Regions from separate parts of the Gossypium hirsutum genome. Here region 1 is linked to region 2. The links are chromatin contacts, called in public Hi-C maps. All regions are on one chromosome and are shown on one strand. The core of a region is the stretch at or near the end of the contact, and the rest is flanking DNA. Distances in the headings are between cores, read along the strand shown.

Region 1 (3,612 bases), core at 877-3,376, 71 kb before region 2:
AATTGAGCAATCAAAAAAAAAAAACAAAAGGTTGACTGTTCATTTTCTTTCTTTATTTTTTGGTTTCATTTCGTTTATTACTATTATTTTTCTTTTGTTTCTATTACGAATCTATTTTTAAAAAATAAGAGAAGGAATCTCACCGGAATCCCGTGTCACCTCGACGAATCTATTCTCCGTCGTCAGAATCTGACTTAAAGGGAAAAGAGAGAGACCTTTTCTTTTGCATTTTTTGAGTTTGGGAGGCGCTTTGCTTTCGGGCTCTCTTGAAAAGGGCTGAAAATCTGGTCTTCGTGTGGCTCCAGCCACCGCCCTCGGTGGCTTTGTGCGATGATGGTGATGATGGGTTTCTTTTGAAACCCTAGTAGAGCACAAACGAAAATGGGGAAGAGGGGGCTACTCTCCTTCTCTTTGTTTTGCAAAAAAAAAAAAGGAAGAAATAAAAGAGTAAAAAAAAATAGTTTAAACAGCAGTACAAAACGGACACGTTCTCCTATTAATATATAAAAGGGTTATTTATAACCCAATGCCTCCACATTCTCATTTGTCTTTATTTAATTCGCTTGTTTATTTTCCTTTTATTTTCAAATTCGGCCTCACAAATCTGCTCGATTATCATTTTGGTCCCAAACGCGTGGACGCAATGGATAACGGACACGTGTCTAGAAGCTGGATTTTTGCCCGTCTAGTCCTCAAATCTTGCATTTTTTTATTTCGACCCCCGTGCTCCTATTTTATCATTATTTTTGCTTTCAATTTTATTTTATTTCCAGTTTGATTTTCTTTGTTATTTCTTCCATCGTTTATTTATTCATTTTCTGCGCACATTATTTATTTTGGATTTACATGTTAATTCTTTAGATTTGTTTTATGAACCGTGTTCTAAATTTGCTTTACCAATTTTATTAAATTCACTTGTTTTATTTATTTTAAATCTTGTTGTATATTGACTATTAACTTCTATGTATTATCTACCTTAGATATTGTTTTTTATATAAGTCATTTGTTTTAAATCATTTTTACATGTTATGTATTTTAAATCTTTACGTATAATATTTAGTTTAAACTACTTTATATAGTATTCATTCTTAAACTTTTATTTAGTATTCTTCTCAAATTGTTTTAACGTATGTCACTTTAAATATTTATATATATATATATTAATTACTTTACATTGTTTTATTTATTTATTTTAAACTCATTTCACATATTATTATTATTATTATTACCATTATTATTATCTTTTTATTTTTTTGGACTATTTATTAGCATAAATTTATATATACTTTATTCTTAGACTCCTTTTATGGATTGTCTATTTCCGAATTTTCATATATAATTAATCCTAAATTCTTTATACATTATTTTTATATATATATTATTTATACTAAACCTTTTATCGTATGTATACTGTTTATATTAAGATTCCCTTTTACATGTTTTAAACCTTTTGCATGTAATTTCAAAGTATTATATATTATATATTATATATTGTAAGTTTCCTTATTTTATTTAAAATCTTTTTGTATATTAATTATTTCGAATTGCTAACTTTAAATTGTTTTCATAGCTTCTATTTTAAGCCTTATATACGTGGTATTTGTTTAAAAGGTACCCCTTTTGTTTTTTTTTTTTTGTTTTTTTATACTTTTTGACGTGTTTCTTAATATGTGTATGTATGTGATTGGCAAAAAAGGAATAGATAGGTTTGAAAAAGAAAAAAAGAAAGCGAAAATAGATAATAATAAAAAGAAACCTTCAGTCGAATCTACTCCTCAGTTTTTTTTGTGTTTCTTGCTGCGATTTAAGTCTCTTGATTGTATTTCTGCTTTTTTCGTGTTTGAAAGTCTGTTCTTATTTCAATAGGAAAAAAAAAAAGATCCCGAAATTTACAAATTTAGGGCTTTTATAGCCCTGATTCAATGCAATTATCCCTGGTGTCATTTCTTCTCTGGTTTTGCAGGTGCAAGTGGGCAACAGTGACCAGGGCGGTGGAGCAAGTGGCAATGGGTGATGGTGGCAGTGGGCAGGTGTGATGGTGGCAGACAGTAGGGGCGGCACACCTAGGGGCTAGGGTTTCTTGGAAAAGTTTAGGATAATGGGCTAGGGTTTGTAATTGGGCTGATTAGTTTTTGGGGTAGTTGGGTTTTGGGTTGGTGTTTAGTTTTTAGGGATATTGGGTTGGCTGATGGGTTTAGCTAATGTTGGGTTTGGGTCTTGTTTTGGGTTAGTGGGTTTAATTTAGGTGGGTTAGGTTTAAGCTAAAATGGGCCTGGGCAAATTTGGTGTGTACATATATAATTAATTATACTCACTGGATATTGTTCATCCCATTTACAATGAGTTCCTAATTCTCTGATAACTCGAGTTGTTCCTAATAATTTTTTTCGCTTCATTGCTTTGCATCAAATATGAACACATTTGTCCAATGAAAAATATGTAACAGTCTTTATTAGATACTAAGATGTTTCCTTCCATTTTCTTGAATGCCAAACATCATGTTATTCTAGGAAGCATATATTCCATGATGGGCTTTTTACAGAGTGATGAGTTGATGAATTTGAATTTTACTACAGTTTTAATTATATCAATAACTTGTTGGATTTCGGTGTGTTAATTTTAAGTACCATGTATTTTCTCTTTATATACTTGTCATTTGGATTGGATTTTTATGAAATAAGTTCTTGAGAAGTTTAAATTGAACTTTATGTTATAAGTAATGTTACCCAAAGTCCACAAAATTTCTCTGCTCCTACTTTACATTCTCCACTAATATTTTTTTTAACACATGGATTATGAATTATGAGTAAATTAAGAGGAGTGACTTTCCACTTCAATTTATGTGTTCTTCGCTTCAAAACTTTGGATTTATGGAGAAACAATTGATTTTCAAAGAACCAATTCATTTTGGAGGTAATTTTCCATTACATGATGAAGAAATACTGGTTTTTAACCAATGATTCAAACATTGTGTCTGCCATTGTCGTCTGGTTTAGAGATTTGTCAGCATCTATAGGGATTCAATACATCAATAAGAGAATTCGATATTATGTAGGTCTAGATCTTGGTTTTTAGCTTATTGGTTGGATTTCAAGAGAAAATTGGGTAGGAAATCCAACTGGAGAAACAAGTTTAGACTTTTACAAGTCTAAGAGCATGTCCAAAGTCACTGGGGTATTTTATATATTTTTAAAATATTTATGTATTTTTATATATTTTTTAGAATTAGGATCTAATTAAGATTATTTATAAAATATGGGGGTTATTTTTTAAAAAAATTATGGTTAAATCAATATAATATATAAAAATTGAGAGTTAAATTTATTATTATACTAATTTTTTAACTCCCGTCTAATCCTATTATTAGACATTGAATAGCACTTAAAGAAAATAGATAAAAAAAATTTTGATTAATTAGATAATCAATTTAAAAAAATTATAATTAAGTGAAAAAAAAAAGAACCTATAATTGGATGAACTATATAGTTTACCCTAACAAAAATAGCAAATGCTTTTAGTTTTGAGAATAAGAAATTTTAATATGAAATAATATTTGAAGGTTTTAAATTTTTTTAGGGAAGTTATATAATATAATTTGGATATCATATATAA
Region 2 (3,907 bases), core at 356-2,855:
TCGGTGGGAGTTTGGTTCTCCACCATTCAAGTTTCAAATCGAGCCCTTCCATGCTTCCATCTAAACTCCATCCTTCTCCCACCGAACTCTCCATCTCTTCCATTTTACGGTTCTTGTTCCTCAGCACCGCAACCGCCACTTCCGATGGCGATGGACCCAATTTCGAATCTGTCCAAATTTTCCGTCCACTCGTTAACCCACTTGGTGACTTCCCTGGTGGTGATATCAACTTTGGGCCATTGATGCCCTTTGTAGGACTCAATTTTCTCTTTCTGTCAGTACTTTTGTCGAACACATAATTGACCATCGAAGTTCCCCTGGAATTAACCTTGTAGTTGTTTTTGCCAATCTCCAACCCGTCAACAACAAACCCACCATTGACAACCGATGATCCTTTCATCGATCTTCTGGGCCTTAATTTTGGCTCCAAAAGTGAACTTGAGTCACTCTTGGTTCGTCGAAGCTCGGGTTTGATCAACCCATTAACCAAAAGCTGATGGTTATTGGTATTGCTTTTTGTGCTCGAAAGAGGCTTGACATCCGAGCTTTGAAACGCATCTTCCTCGCTCATTCAATGTCGATACTCGACCGTCGACGATCCCATTTGAAAATACAAAGGCATGCTCCTCATTGAGCTATCAAGCAACGCCGCCCCAATGTTCAAAATCCCTTGAGGCCGCCCTTTTTCCAATGAGATTTTTTTTTTCTTTAAAGTTTTTTAAGATTTTAAATATATTGAAAAACCCTTTTTTTTGTCTTTACCTATTAAAAAAATTTTAAAATTGGTTATACTTAAATTTTTTTAATATGTTTAAAATTTTAATATATTAAGTATATTAAAATTTTAAAATTGGTTATACTCAACATTTTCTTTAACATATTTAAAATTTTAATAAATTTAATTTTTTTAAGTTTTTTAAAATTTTAAATATATTAAAAAATCTTTTTTCTCTTTGCCTATTAATAAATATATTAAAAATTTAAAATATATTTAAAGTTATACTTAACATTTTTTAATATATTTAAATTTTTTTAAGTTATTTAAAATTTTAAATATATTAAAAATTCTTTTTTCTCTTTACCTATTAAAAAATATTAAGTATAATTAATTTTAAAATTTTAATATATTTTAATATATTAAAATTTTAAAATTAATTATACTTAATATTTTTTAATATATTTAAAATTTTAGAAAACTTAGAAAAAAAATCACATTGCAGTTGAAAACTAGTGTCCCCAATTTATTTGGCTCTACTAGAAAATGGAATTTTTTTTAAAGTTCGTCCATTTTTCAGAAATTACAGTATTTTCCTAATATTTATACAAGTAGCGTCATTCTACATGGCTCCATCAAAAAAATTAATTTTTTTATTCAGGTTGCTGATGTGGCATGTTGGTGGCGCCAAACTCTTTGACTCCACTAACTTTTACTGTAAATTTTAAGTCATTTACGGATTTAATTAAAAAATAGATTATTTATGTAATTAATTAAATTTTTTCGATTAATTTTATAAAAAAGTAAGTTGTAGGCTTGAATTTATTTGTGGATATGATGACATAACAGTTGGAGTGTTAACCGACAGTTGTTGATTTGTGGGGTCACGTATTGCACTAACTCCGACAACAACGAGGCTAAAGAATCCCCCGTACACCAATTAATAGGAAGTTCAGCTTCTGACACGCGTTCCATTTGAAAGGCTAAAAATGTGTATTTCCAATTGGGTATTATTTTGGTTACCTGGGTTAGCAGTAGCTCATAAACAGCAACAGCTTGTGACTTTTACCATGACTGGCACCTTCAAATGTAAGGGAAAACTTTTCCATAAATCAAGATCTAAGCCTTTCTCTCATTCATGTATTGAATCCCTGTAGATACTGACAAATATATATGATCATAACACATAGTTTCATGTTATACTTTAATACATATGTTGAACTTAAATTCTAGACATGAGTATTTAATACAAGTACCAGATTCTACATAAACTAAACATACTTGATTGCAAGAACTTTGAAATCTAACTATTATTCAGTCCTACCCATATCCTTTAAATGATCAAAGATTGTTTTCTGAAGGTTCCTATATACTTGTAAACCCCAAGCATAAACGTGGAAAACCAATGGAGGCAGGTTGGGCAAACCAATGGAGGCTAGATATCAATGTAGGAAGGCTTCCACAACAAATGCAACATCTAGAGATGAGGTTCACACACGTGATCCCCCAAATCAGCCACCTCCCAAGAAAAAGAGCAAAGCAAAGCATATATCCACGCATCCAACTTTAGAAAAGAAGGAAAACAAAAAGTTACTTACAGAGAAGTTAGAGTTCATCAGCATCAGGGTTTTCCTCACCAGCGTGCTCTGAGACATTTGAGTATGATTAATGCTACGACAAGAGCAGAAAATATTGCTAGCAAAAGCAAAGCTTTCCCCTTAAATTTGAAGGTTTCAAAAATGGTAAAACTCATTGTTGTTGATGATTAGCTACTGCCTGAATCCAGTTTTTTTTTTCCCTGTTCTTTTTTCTTTCCTGTCTGCTGCCAACACAGGTAACGATATCAAAAAAAGCGGAAGGAAGGAAAATAAATTCTCAACTGACCACTGCAACTTATCTCAAAACTCGGTGAGCTTAAGCTATATACAAACCCGGTAATGATATTAGATTATAAAAAGAAATCATATGCAACTTATCGATTGTTGGCCGTTGGATCTAGTGACAAAAAGTACAATGACCTGCTGTCGGAGGTTGTCTCATTATACTTCAATTCTAGGCTATGTAAGGTCATAAAAGGAAAACTCTTACTTTAAAAATCACTTTTTGTACAATCACTGTTCTGTCATATCGTTACCCAAATCCCAAAGTGTCCGTACTGTTTCTTCAGCAGAGTATATATGCAACTGTGCTTTGCCTAGTTCACATGCACCGATGTCTTCGCAGTTTGAGATTACGAAGTCTAAATGGGTGGATCGAACACGAATCAGAGAGCAGAATACTCGACAAATTGCATGGCAAATAAAGTAGCAGAGAGCAAATATAGAAGTATCGTAGGAGAGTATAAAGCTACTTATGCACTATCGAGAGGCCATTCTCTTGCGGGGGCTGTTTTTTCTTTTTTTCTTTTTTTTTTTTTTGAGGGGGGGGTTGTGATCGGACTCCGATCACTTATTTGATCCATTCATTAATAAAATCATAACTGCATTGAACTGAACACCAGTCTCCTTTGCATAGGTATTCACATACATGCAGTCCACAGAATGTCAGAACAATTGTTTTCTCATCATTTCTGGTTGGGCACATCATCTTCCTGATTCTCAGTCTTTGTTCCCGACGACTTTGTTTGGGAAATGACTCTCATGACCCTCCTTAAGAATTAAATATTCTTATCTGGGCCAGGTCGGCTGCAAACGGAAAAGAAAAAGAGAAAAATGGACTCAGACAAGTGTTATAAACAATTTTTCTTTAGTAGTTGAAGTAGGGAAAATAAACAATTTTTCTTTAGAAGTTGAAGTAGGGAACATTAATAATAATAATTAAAAAAAAACCTCAGCTAAAATAGCATTTGTGATTTTGCCTTACAAATTTTAGACATGTGATTTGCTAAAGTTTCATAAAGTTGAAGTAGGGAACATTTACAAAGTTGAAGTTTCATAAACCCTATGTGTTCCTAAAAACAGTTTAGGAACCTTCCTTTTTAAAGTAGAAAATTTTTATTTAAATTTTATAAATTTTATAAAATTTTAAATTAGTAAAAAATAAAATCTTCCTTTTTAAAATAGAAAATTTTTATTTAAATTTTATAAATTTTATAAAATTTTAAATTAATAAAAATAAAATTATACTTTGGACCTCTACAAATAGTAAAAATTTAATTTAATCTTTTAAATATATAAAGATATGAACTATTAA

Evidence for each region. Hi-C and Micro-C count contacts between places; a contact is called where the count stands out from the background.
Region 1: a Hi-C map of leaf shows a contact between it and region 2, with 4 times the contacts expected there. The contact joins two enhancer-like sites. A contact is called at or near these places in 7 of 34 Hi-C or Micro-C datasets (cotyledon, fibers, hypocotyl and 1 more).

The regions. Positions count from the first base shown.
Region 1 is chrA02:5,816,480-5,820,091 of Gossypium_hirsutum_v2.1, reverse strand. No RefSeq gene overlaps it. Among protein-coding and RNA genes, the nearest start is that of TRNAS-AGA, 15 kb to the left of the region's middle. Within about 2 kb of position 2,126, at least 2 of the 9 cell types and tissues checked have an H3K27ac peak or open chromatin away from gene starts, as enhancers often do. A contact at or near this core is called in leaf, where this site is marked.
Region 2 is chrA02:5,744,624-5,748,530 of Gossypium_hirsutum_v2.1, reverse strand. No RefSeq gene overlaps it. Among protein-coding and RNA genes, the nearest start is that of LOC107940132, 17 kb to the right of the region's middle. Within about 2 kb of position 1,605, at least 2 of the 9 cell types and tissues checked have an H3K27ac peak or open chromatin away from gene starts, as enhancers often do. A contact at or near this core is called in leaf, where this site is marked.